Linked DNA regions of Gossypium hirsutum: region 2 is linked to region 1. A link is a contact called in public Hi-C data. All regions are on one chromosome and are shown on one strand. Each heading gives the region's core, a stretch centred on a gene start, on an enhancer-like site or on the middle of the called end of the contact. The rest is flanking DNA. Distances are from core to core; before and after follow the strand shown. Region 1 has its middle 21 kb from the start of LOC121220857. Region 2 holds the start of LOC107891644 (glucomannan 4-beta-mannosyltransferase 2).

Region 1 (6,051 bases), core at 2,364-4,863:
ATAGATAGGAAAAACAAGAAACACGTCCAAAGGGTTTCAACTTTTGGCCAACATTAGGTAAACTCAATTAACTTCTTTTGTTGTAATTTTTATCTTTTTGATATCATGGGAACTTGATTTAGCTAGACCATGTACCAATTTGCAAAAATGTTAAAATTTTTAAAAGTTTTCATTGTTGATTTCTTGAAGAAATTAGTGTTAAATTGATAGCTTTTAAGCTTATATCATGAAAAAAAACTAGATTGTAAAGTTTAATTGTTAGTTTTTCACATAAGGATTAAAATGAAATAAAATGTGAAATTTCGGTATAAATATGAAGTAGAGAGTCCTTAAGAGGTGTAATTGAAGTCGATTTTTAAACTGAGGCTCAAAATGGGAAGTTATGGCTATTTTGATTTCAAAGACTAAATTGAATAAAATGTAAATCTTTATAGTTTTGAAAAATGAGATTTTTATAAGTTCACACATGTCATGACATAATGTATCAATGTTTAGTATTGATGAATTGAATGAATAATTGTATAGATTAAGAATTGAAACAAATTAGAGATAATCGAGAAAAAACTAAAATTGTTGATTAGTCCTTGAAGATTCAACTTGTTTGGTGTTCTGATTATGTATTTTTAATTATGTATGAATTATACTTGAATTAACATATATATACACATACTTGTTAGAATTGAGTATAATTATGAAATTTGGCACAAATGTCTTGTATTGGATTGAATTGTATATTCGTGTAAATATTGGTTGTATGGAAATAAGACAAGGTGTTAATATGATTATTGGTTAGCTATATGCCTCGTAAATGAAAAATGAAATATGTACAGGATTTGATATTGACATTTATACGAAAGTAATGCCCGAGTGAACTTAGTAAAAGGTTATGTGTGGCATGCCATTAGGTTTATACATATATTTGATTAGGGATTTACATGTTATTAAAAGATCTAGCATTTGTTGCAAATTCTCGAGTTAAACGTATTGTAGGTTTAGCCCGAACGAGTAATCTCGATATAATGTCAGCTTATGTGAGCAATCCGATTATAATGTCAACTTGTGTGAGCAATCCGGTTATAACTTCAGCTTGTGTGAGCAACTCTAAAATACTATAAGCTTGTGTGAGCATTACACTCCCGTGCATTTGAGTCTGCTTTACTAAAGTTCTACCGGGCGGTTTTCAATTTTTTGAAAATATAAATTTAACCATTGAATGGAAAATGAAATGGTATTTGGCAATATTAGTGTATGGATGATTACATAACTTTGATTTGGGTTTGAATTATCTATGATTTGAGAAGGCATCTAATGCATTTGTTTGATGTTGGTATATGTATAGATATGTCACGATGTGCCAAAGGATAGTTAGAATGATTGCTTAATGGATCAGTTAATTATGCCTAAATGATCAAGGTATGTTCTAGTTTCCATTTGAACTTACTAAGCATCTTATATGTTTACCTAGTTTGTTTTCCCTTTTCCTTGTAGATTGTCACCTTGTGGAACACGTCAAGCCAGATCGTTTCGAAGCTCAGACTACCCTATCACCGGATTAGTACCTATTTGATCATTTTGAGTCAAAGAATGTGGCATGTATATAAGTGTTTTGGTGAAACATGTATCTATTTGAACTTGGCATATTAAAGATTGTGAAAAGAGGTAAAAGAATGGCATATTAAAGATTGTGAAAAGAGTTGATGTATGCATTGAAATGGTATGCTTGATGATTTTGCTTGAGGTATATGTTGATGAATGGTCAATTTTGTTCATGTTTAATGTCATAGAAGTGTTTATGAATGAATTGTGTATGAATTGAAAGTGAAATGGTATGTTTTGATAGATTTGGCATAGGTAAGGATAGGTATTTCTTGGTTGGCATGCCTTAATGACATTGAAATGCTTATGTTTAATTGATGTATATGGAGTAAATGTCTTGTTAAGAAGTTGAATTTGAGTGTTTTAATGTGTTTGGTATGTTACTGGTATGTTTTGAATCAATTGAAGTTGGTATTTGGTGAATATCTTGAAATGATTTGTTGGAAACTTTGGCATAAGTACCAAATTGTGCATTTTTGCCAAAAACAAGGCCCATGTCTCGATGAACAACCTACCTCGTTGCAATGTCAGTCGAAAGTAAGTGACATCATGACGTCGAGTGGCTTGAAGTCGTGACGTGACACACTATTTTGGCAACGTCACGATGTCAGCCCTGAACTTTTAAATCTTTGCAATTTGGTCATATTTTGTGCTCGGGTTAACAAAAGAGATTTTGTAAGCTTGATTAAGACTTGAAAATTGATTGTTTGACATTGGATTGCATGTGTAAATGATCATTTACTGTGTATTTGACTATAGTTGCTCCGGTAATGAATGTAGCATCCGGTAGCTCGAATTCAGTGATCGGGTCAGGCGAGGGGTGTTACAAATTAAATTAACATAATTAAGTGATAATATTATATGGTTATTTTATCTCTAATTAATTAAATTAATAAGAGATAAATAATAAATAATAAATAAAAGAGTTTAATTCTTGTAGAACATTCAAATGAAGAAGTTAAAATCTACTATAACTCTCTTCATTGACACTACAAAATGGGTCATCTCTAAGCCATTCAATATAAGTTGACAAGTTCAAAAAGTCAAGAGGATATTTGCAAAAATCTTTGGAAAAAAAATGAAGAACTTGAAAAAAAATCTAAAGGAAGTCGCAGTAGTTCTCAAGAAAAGCCACCTTTTGAAAGTTGTTGTTCGATCCAATTCAACTAAAGAAAGGAAGTCCGAACCCGTTTTCAAAATCAAGTCTCAACAACCCTTGAAGCAAACCATATCTTTCCAAGATCAAGTCAGACGACCATTAGATCGAAGTCAAACTGGAGAGAACAATCAAATGATTTCTTTGTATTTAAGAAACTTTCAGAGGTTGTAATTTTCTTTTCAATTTATCAATAAAATTTTACTATGAATTTTCAAGTCAAAATTCAACTTAAAATTTGTGTGACAAATATTTTAAAATTTATTAAAAGACAATGTTTAAAAAAAATTAAAAACATTTACTTTAATCCCCCACATATTATCATATTAATAAAATAAAAGTTTGATAGGGAAACACCTACTAAGCGAATAAATAGTTTCCCCCTATTTTAGTTATTAATTATTATATTTATGTAAGAAAAACTAATGTAATAAATTTATTCATAAAAAAACTAATTAACTCTAAGAATAATCATCAAACCCACACGAATCTCTTCTTATAATATATTTCAACATTAATATATGGTCACGGCCTAATTTCACTTATAGTCACTTCTCAACCCTTAAATAGGAGGATAATACGCTTCGACACACTTGAGTTATCATCCTCCTACACTAACAATAATACCGATATCAATCAAATTAAAACTCAATCAACTTTTCTTATAACATATAATCTTTGATTAAAGCAGTTAAATGGTAGAGGTGGCGGACTTGCCGCTGCCGAAATTAGGCATACTTGGTTCGGCAAAAACTAAAAGCATAAATATGGTCACGGCCTAACTTCACTTAACTTAGCCCAATCCCAACTCATACCGCAACATAACCACCCACCCAACTGGCTTTTGTTTGTCCAAATTTTCAATGGACCAGATCTTAGACCCAAACATATATGGTAATGAAAGAGAGTGAAAGCCGGGGGGAGTTTGCCAAGGAGTCTGTCCAAATATGTTAAGTTGATGGGTTGTTGGTTTTTATATCAAAAATACTTTAATTAAAATTTTCTCCAAACCCAACTTCCCCAAAACTCAAATAAATATACTCATTATTCAAAACTCAAACCCTACCGAGCCATGTTAATCGAATTGAAATAAAATAATGCAACAGAGTACTCAATTGAGCACATGATGTAATAGGAGACATCATAGCTTAGAAATTTCATCCTTACGAATTTTATAAAAACTAAGACCTTAACATATACATGAATTTGAACTATTATTTTTATTAATTTTTTATATATAAATTATTAAACTATTGATTTTTGTTGAACCATTAATTTTCTTTAAAAAAAAGCAAAGAGTAATAAATTTTAGAACAGTAATTACATCAATATCATATTGTAAATTATTCAGAACGAAAGTATAAATTTGTTGGGGAGGAGGAGCAAACTCATGGAGATCCAATTGATAGTCAAACATTTTACCCGCTAAGGCATTAGCCACTCCATTAGCGTCTCTGTAAATATGCTCGATGCGAATCACCCCTGCTCAAGCGCAAAGCTCTTTTATTCTGCATATCAATACCCTGTTCATTACGCCTTTATAGTCACCATTGATTACTTGAACTACAATTAAACAATCACATTCCAAGACAACCATTTTTCACCCTTTAGACCAAAGCAGTTTAAGTCTATTATACATTGCTCAAAGTTTTGCTTGTTTATCACTACATTTCCCAATATTGCAACCATAGCCAAATATCCATCTGTCATGGTCGTCTCTAGCAATCCCAACTAAACAGGTAAGTCTATGAGGTTTCCTTGCGTCGTATGTGTTCATTTTGATGCAACCAGCTATTGGTAGCTGCCAAGTGCTTGGTCTGATTCGGTTTTTAACCTTGACCATTGGTTCTCTATTAGCTTTAACATTCACAGCCCAATTCTAAGCCGATCCCACAAGCATACAAGAGTTATGAGAAAAAAATTCCAAAAATAAAAGAATTCCTTCATTTCCATACAAACCAATATGGTATATCGAAGAGGATATTCCAATTAACATGAATTGCAAATTCAATTTAGATTAACATTCACCCAAGATAAAAGTGACGGGGAGAAAAATCTGGAGTAAATTAAATTTGAAATGAACTACTTCCATACTTTCTGAGCTTTGGGACACTCGCAAAGTATACGAAGAATATTTCCTTCTGCACATCCACAAAAACAGCAACCAGCGTCATCCACAAAATAATCAAAAAAGCTCTAACATATGTATAATGCAGCAGATTGGCACCCAAAAATAATGTACAAGTGGAATGTGCCAATGTGGTGATGAAAAATGAAAATGGTAAAACCCTAAAAACATGGAAGTCTTAATAAGTTAGCATGTGATGGATTTACCAATTCGATAGGTACAGCTTTTTGGTTGCTGTCAAATCTCTTGTGTGTGTGTGTGTTTTTTTTAAACTACTAATTGACATTAACACATGACAGCTTTCTGTCATGTTTTTCTTTCCCAAATTAATCAAGATTTTTGCACTTCTAGGAATTTACTAATATTTCTGTTTTTTTACTAATATTATATGTCTAGGAATTAGGAACTTGGCATCTTACTAGTATTTTTTTCTTTGAAAAAACAAGGGTGTTAAGGGACAACAAAATCATGCCAAATCCTATCTCTAATATTAATGGATTCAGTACTGGTGTTCTTCAATTTTTGGCTTCAATTCTAACGAAAGGATAATGACACAAGAAGACGAATTGGATTTGCATTTCATCAATAAATTTGAAAATTGAGTTTAATAAATAATATTAATAGTTGAGATTGTAAGATACATTGTACGTTTAAGGAGAAAACATAGATTCAAACTTTAAAGATAATATTGTTGAAAGGAGTAGCCACAAACTCTAAACATGCACAGTAAAACAAACATGCAAAATATAAAAAATACTTTTAAGTAGATGCCAATGAATCTGATTAGGTCTACATGTAACATCACTTGCATTGATTAAACTTGATTTGGTTCAGAATATAAGTTTTAAAAATTACCTGAGCTAAATAAAAAAAATGAATTTTAAATTTTGTTCAAATTCATCTATATTTGTATATGGTTAATCCAAACTTATTTTTAAGTTTATCTATATTATTTTATAATTTTTAAAATAATATATTTATTTAGAATTTAGTAATTGTATATATATTAATTAATTCTTTTTTAAACATAAATAAAATCATATATCTTAATATTTACTTTATAGTATTATATATATTTCATACAAATATATAATTTTTATATGATATAAATTAGATAATATATATATAAGAACAAACAAAAGAATAATGCATTATAGAATTAAAAAGGTTG
Region 2 (6,051 bases), core at 2,086-4,585, 53 kb after region 1:
GATTAATAAGTTTTGGCCATGAGTAGTACTAAGGTTATCAAAATTAGATTTATTATTAAATCGGTCAAGTTGTTGTTTTTTCGGTTTGATTGATTCAATTATAAAATTTTATGAAAATAAAAAATTAAAAAAATTGGTTCAACTGATAATTTAATTGGTTTTAGTTTGGTTTAATTAGTTCACATTGATTTACAAATCAACCGATTCAACCCCTTTCTATGGATCAATATCTTAATTAATTGTTGGTCTAACCGACTGACCTGGCTTAATTTAAAAAACAATAGGTTTAACTTTGACCTGGTCCCACATGGAAGTGGCTCATGGTTTTTCAAGCACTTGGTGAAACTTTATTGCACAGGTTCATGGGGACTCATTTTTATTGGTTGTCTATTACATTTGTTGTTTTAGCTTTTAGGTTCATAGATGTTTCCACTACCAGGACGACAAGGGATTTGAATAGAGATTCATTGCATCAATATTTTTGTTTGCCAAAGTATTGTCTCGAGGTCTCTCCTTGCTCCCATTGATTGACAAGAAAGCTTAATTCAAGCAATGGATGCGTGCTTTCTCCTTCATAAAGTGATAGGTTTTATTAGCCTTTCAGGGTTTCGTCTTGTGCGGGTCCGAGGTCCTCAATACTTTCTCCATCTTGTGTGGTTGCGTCTGTGGCTTCGTTGGCCTCTATTTATATGGGATTTTATTCCTATTTTGTTGCAATTCCCCGTTTCTTTATGAAATAATTTATTTGATAAAAAAAATGCATCCAATGATCATTTTCATCTTTCTTTTCTTCTTTACACCAAGCTAATTCTCATAGTTGTTTTTTAAATAAGAGTAGAGATGAAATTCGAGATCAGTATCAACTAAAAATTTAAAAGTAATCCACTTATGAATATGGACATAATAATTGAGTAAAAAAATCAAATTGATTTAAATCAGAGAATTGAACTCATTTATGCAATTATGTGTAATAGTTGGACGTACCTATGTCTGATAATGGGTGAAGTGGCTAACTTGACTTAATCTAGTCTAAATTGAGTTTGGGGAAGAATTTTTTTTTATTTATTTCAAATTGACTAAGCTCAAATTCAATTTAAATAATAAAATATTTGTAAATTTAGATTAATTATAAGAATTTGTAAATATTAATATAAAATATAATTTAATATTTTATTAATAAATAAAATGGGGCATCAAGTTAAGTCATGTTGGGCTAAATTCAAATTTGGGATTAAAAAGTTTTTAAAATCGGATTGTAACAAATCTAATCATAATTTACACCATATTCTATAAATGTCAGATTAATACATTTGATTTTGTTTTGGTAAAATGTTATTAAAATATAGTTGAAGAATGAATGTTAATTGAGATCTTAATAAAGTGAATGAATTTTAGTGTTTTTACAATTAAAAAAAAGATTAATTTTAAAGTATTAAACAATCGATTCAAAAGGGTTATTGTGTGAAATATTCACACACTCGTACATAATATTTCGATTTCATATGTTTTAGAATGAAAACAACCTTTGGAAGATTTTACACTAAAGGCACTTCACACTTGGATGTCCCATTAATGACAATTGAATGCCATGTCTTAAATAATTATTCTGCAATAAATATATAAAATACAACCACAGGAGTTAGGTGAGATGATAAGTGTCTCTTCTACTTTAATTAGTGTTTGAAGGTTCGATCATCTCCCTGAGTATGAAACAATTTTAAAACTCGTACAGATATCTTAAAGAAACAAAAAAAAAGAGTACAAAATACAATTTATATACAAAATAAATATATTATGGAATATATTATACTATTTCATTTGATTAGACCGTAAAATTTTATTATTCGGTTATAAATTATCTTCAGCATATTTTACTAGATTATTCTTAATCATTAATAAGGATAAAACCATAACTAGACTAAGTGGAGCCAGGTTATTCCAGAGCAATCATCGTTAGCTTTTGAAGACTTTTATCTAGGGGTTGCATATAGCTGTACATGCCCAAATACCATGAAAATGTCATTATTGTCGGTCCATTGGCTACTTGGTTACTCTCTCTTGTAACACGGCTGGATGGTGGTACACAAGTGACTCATTTTGAATCAATTGAATTGCAATCATACTATTCATCTCAAGCACAACCAGTATAATTTTCTTCATTTTAGTTGAATGAAGGTGGATTAAAGTCAATAAGAATGAATCAAAATTGATAAAATTCATTCATAATAAATAAAAGGTATATATATAGAATTTGGGTCCCAAATGAGATTTTATGAAATATATGAGGCAAAAAAGATTTGATTCAGCCATCATTGCCTAATAAGAAGAATCCACTCAAAGGGTAAGTGAGAAGGCAACAATTGGTTTAAGTAAATAAGTTAATATGGAAGAATAGTTACTTTGTTTGGCTCATGAAGTAAATGTTTTACCTCTTATTCTAAAATAGCATTTATAATTAGTAAAATCATGCCATATACTTAGTAAGTAACTAATTAAAGATCATTTTATTTGGCAACCTCTTAATTTATATAATATTTATGTTATAATTTCTTCTTTTTAAAGCACTAAGGAAAAAAATAAAATCTCTTTCCAATCATAACAAAAAAGAGTGAAAACTGAAGAATGATTTTGGGGATGGTGACTCATTAAAAGTGGGTGATTAGGTCTAATTATGGTTTTTAGTCCCTTAAGTCGATTCAATTTGAAATAATTTAGTTATAAAATTATGTGAAATTAAAATAGAAGGATGAAATTGTAAAGATTAGCAATGATAGAGGGAGTGAAATCAAGATTCCTAAAGAGGGAAAGGGGGAAACAAACTAATCCAGGTATTTAACTAATAATCTTGCCTGAAGAGGGAGTTTAAACCTTCCTCCTCCAACCTTCTCTTATTGGTACTTTGGGTTTTAACTTTTAGGTCAAGGCAGTTAATGCCAATTTTCCAAGGTGAAAGTGTTGAATGTTTTTGGCTTCTGCCACCCCACTCAATTGCTAAATGCCACATCATATCTTTAAAAAGTGAACAGTGTGTTCACATTCTTGGAAGGTTATTTCAGTAACTCAGTATGCCAAAAATGTCCTCTTTATGGTCATCAACACCAAGCTTGCTATGGTCTAATTTTGTCCTTAGTCCCTGCACTCTTTGGACTTTTTTAAATTTCAGGAATTGAAGGTAGATAAAATTCAGAAGTAGGAAGAAGTACAGAGAATTAAAACTTGGTTTTACAAAGTTGTTAGGTTGTCTGAACTAATAAAGGTCTCCATTCAGTCGTCTAGTTGGAACAGTTAATGTACTGAACTTTTATGGTGACCCCCCTAAAAAAAAAATGTATGTAACTCCAAAAGAAAATTAATAGGGGGAAGAGAGTAAAAATTAGGAGTCCCAAAAAAGGACCAAATGCGACTATAAAAAACACTTTCTATTTCTCTCTCTCATTATCTACCTATCCATCTATTGCCCTGTTTTCTTCCTCACACAGCCAGCCTCTCTCTCCTTTTTTGTTTCAAACAAAACGGAAGCTACATTGGGTGGCACATGTTTTGCGAGAGAGTAAAGAGGAGAGCAGTGGCAAATTTCATTTGGGTCTCTTAGTTTTCCATGTTATAAAAAAAAAAAGAAAAAAAACGCCATTGCCGACACCCGTTTTCTTGGTTTCTTTTTTTTTTTTTGTTCTACTAGTGAGTGGGAGAGAGGGAGGCGATGGCTCAAATTTCACCGAAGCTGCTGATCCCGGAGTCGTTTCAAGTGTCGAGAGATGACATCACGGGCCAACTGGGTTTGATTTGGGAGCTAATCAAAACGCCATTGATAGTTCCCTTGCTGCAACTGGGCGTCTACATTTGCTTGGCCATGTCCCTCATGCTCTTCATGGAGCGGGTCTACATGGGCATAGTCATTATCCTGGTTAAGCTTTTCTGGAAAAAACCAGAGAAGCGTTACAAATTTGAGCTCATTCAAGATGATGTGGAACTCGGTAGCTCTAATTTCCCCGTCGTTTTAATCCAAATCCCAATGTTCAATGAAAAAGAAGTCTGTTTTTTCTCCTCTCTTGTTCATTTTTGGTGTTTTTCATTTCTAGGTTTTTTGTTGTTGACGTTGGGTATTGGAACAGGTTTACAAGATCTCCATTGGAGCAGCTTGTGGACTTTCATGGCCGTCGGATCGTCTCGTGATCCAAGTACTTGATGATTCAACTGACCCTGCAATCAAGGTAAAAACCAATATCTTACCTAAAGTCAAAACCAGTCACTTTTAAAACAGTTCCCGATACCATTTTTGTGTCCTTAATTTCCTCACCCAAAAATGATAATGCAATTGAATCGCCATAATTACCCCCCCCCCCTTATGATTGCAGTTGATGGTTGAGCAAGAGTGCCAAAGATGGGCGAGCAAAGGCATCAACATAACGTACCAAATCAGGGAAAATAGAACGGGTTACAAGGCCGGAGCTTTGAAAGAAGGGTTAAAACGAAGCTACGTTAAACACTGCGAATACGTGGCCATTTTCGATGCTGATTTCAGGCCTGAACCCGATTTCCTTAGACGCAGCATCCCATTTCTGGTCAACAACCCTGACATTGCTCTGGTTCAAGCCCGGTGGAGATTTGGTAAGCACAAACTCTAAACCGTAACACAACCATATCCATAACCGCCTAATAACAGAAGACAACCAAAATTAATACATTAAATTTAATTACCATTTATAATTTTGGGTTAGCTTTGGTGCTTAAATTTCTCAGACTGTCGGTGGGCTTATTATCTTGGTTGCTCTGTTTAGGTCATTTTTATCTTTGTAATTGGGTTTTGGTTTTTTGTCGGCGGAATTGGTTGCAGACTGCATGGGAAGCTGGCCAAAGGGATGGGTCCACAAGAAGAACCCACCAATCACGGGGGTGTGGACCCTATTTGCCCTAAGCCACCCTTTCTTCATCATTGTTCATGGGACCCATCTTTGAGAATATGAAATAGTATCATAACACCTAATCAATTATATTAATGGTAGTACTAGTAAGCATATAAATATTTGGTTAGTTTAGTAATTATTACTTCCACAATTCCAATATGGATTTAAAATCTGCCCATCTTTTCTGTATGGGTTAGAGATTACTAATTTTTTTTGGGGCTAATAGAAAACATAGAGTTAATTTTCAATAGCATGTGACTTGCAAGGGTGGTTTCGTCATTTTCAAATAAAAAAGAACAAAAAACGGTGGGATTTTGCTCTTTTGATCAACGAACCAGATTGTACGGGTCACGTGGTCAAGAGCAAAGGTCCCCCAGTGGCCCTGGAGGTTAAATTTGTCATTTAGAACCAAATAACAGCCACTCCACTTTCCACGTGCCTTTTTAACTTTTTCAAGTAAAAAATTGGGTCCCAGCGTAAAGTTTAAGATGCGGGCAGTACTATATCCATATGCGGTGGACCTTACTCCATTTTGCCGACACTTGGATATTTTCTTAAAGTCGGATATTTTCCATTCTCTTTGAAATTAAAAAAATAGTAGTAATTGGATGCAAAGGAATTAATAAAATTATTATAAAAATAGGAGAGTCAGTTGCATAGATTTTGTATGCTCCCCTCGTGTTGTCACATTATCATTTGAGCCGAAAGAGGACAAAAAAAGTCTAGACGGCTTTATATTTTGTTAATTATGTTAATTACAAATATAATAATTTTTAAGACATTTAAATTAAATCCCATGATATTCATCGATGGTACATTGTTTTTGCAGTGAATGCTGACGAATGTTTGTTAACAAGAATGCAAGAGATGTCATTGGATTACCATTTCACAGTGGAGCAGGAAGTTGGATCAGCAACACATGCTTTCTTTGGTTTTAATGGTATACATATATGATGCATTAATTTGGTCTATCAGTCTGATGGTGACTTTGCCATGTATTAAAAAGAGAGAGGTGTGTTGGTGTTTGAAAGTGAGTGGAAACTAAGAAAATATATGTAGCATTGAATTGGACAAACTCAGAATTAGTGTCGGTTAAGATGTCGTTACTAAGTCATTTATTCATAAACGAGTGTAATGAATCACATAA

The links. A called contact is a pair of places that touch in the nucleus more often than the background predicts.
Region 2: a contact with region 1 is called in a Hi-C map of leaf, with 2.5 times the contacts expected there. The contact joins the promoter of LOC107891644 here to the enhancer-like site in region 1. A contact is called at or near these places in 14 of 34 Hi-C or Micro-C datasets (callus, fibers, hypocotyl and 3 more).

The regions. Positions count from the first base shown.
Region 1 is chrD09:37,388,473-37,394,523 of Gossypium_hirsutum_v2.1, forward strand. No RefSeq gene overlaps it. Among protein-coding and RNA genes, the nearest start is that of LOC121220857, 21 kb to the left of the region's middle. Within about 2 kb of position 3,614, at least 4 of the 9 cell types and tissues checked have an H3K27ac peak or open chromatin away from gene starts, as enhancers often do. A contact at or near this core is called in hypocotyl and leaf, where this site is marked.
Region 2 is chrD09:37,441,700-37,447,750 of Gossypium_hirsutum_v2.1, forward strand. It overlaps LOC107891644 (glucomannan 4-beta-mannosyltransferase 2), which reads left to right and starts at 3,336. Exons shown (of 8, transcript XM_041100521.1): 1 at 3,336-4,030; 2 at 4,113-4,211; 3 at 4,356-4,608; 4 at 5,734-5,844. The coding sequence starts at 3,701.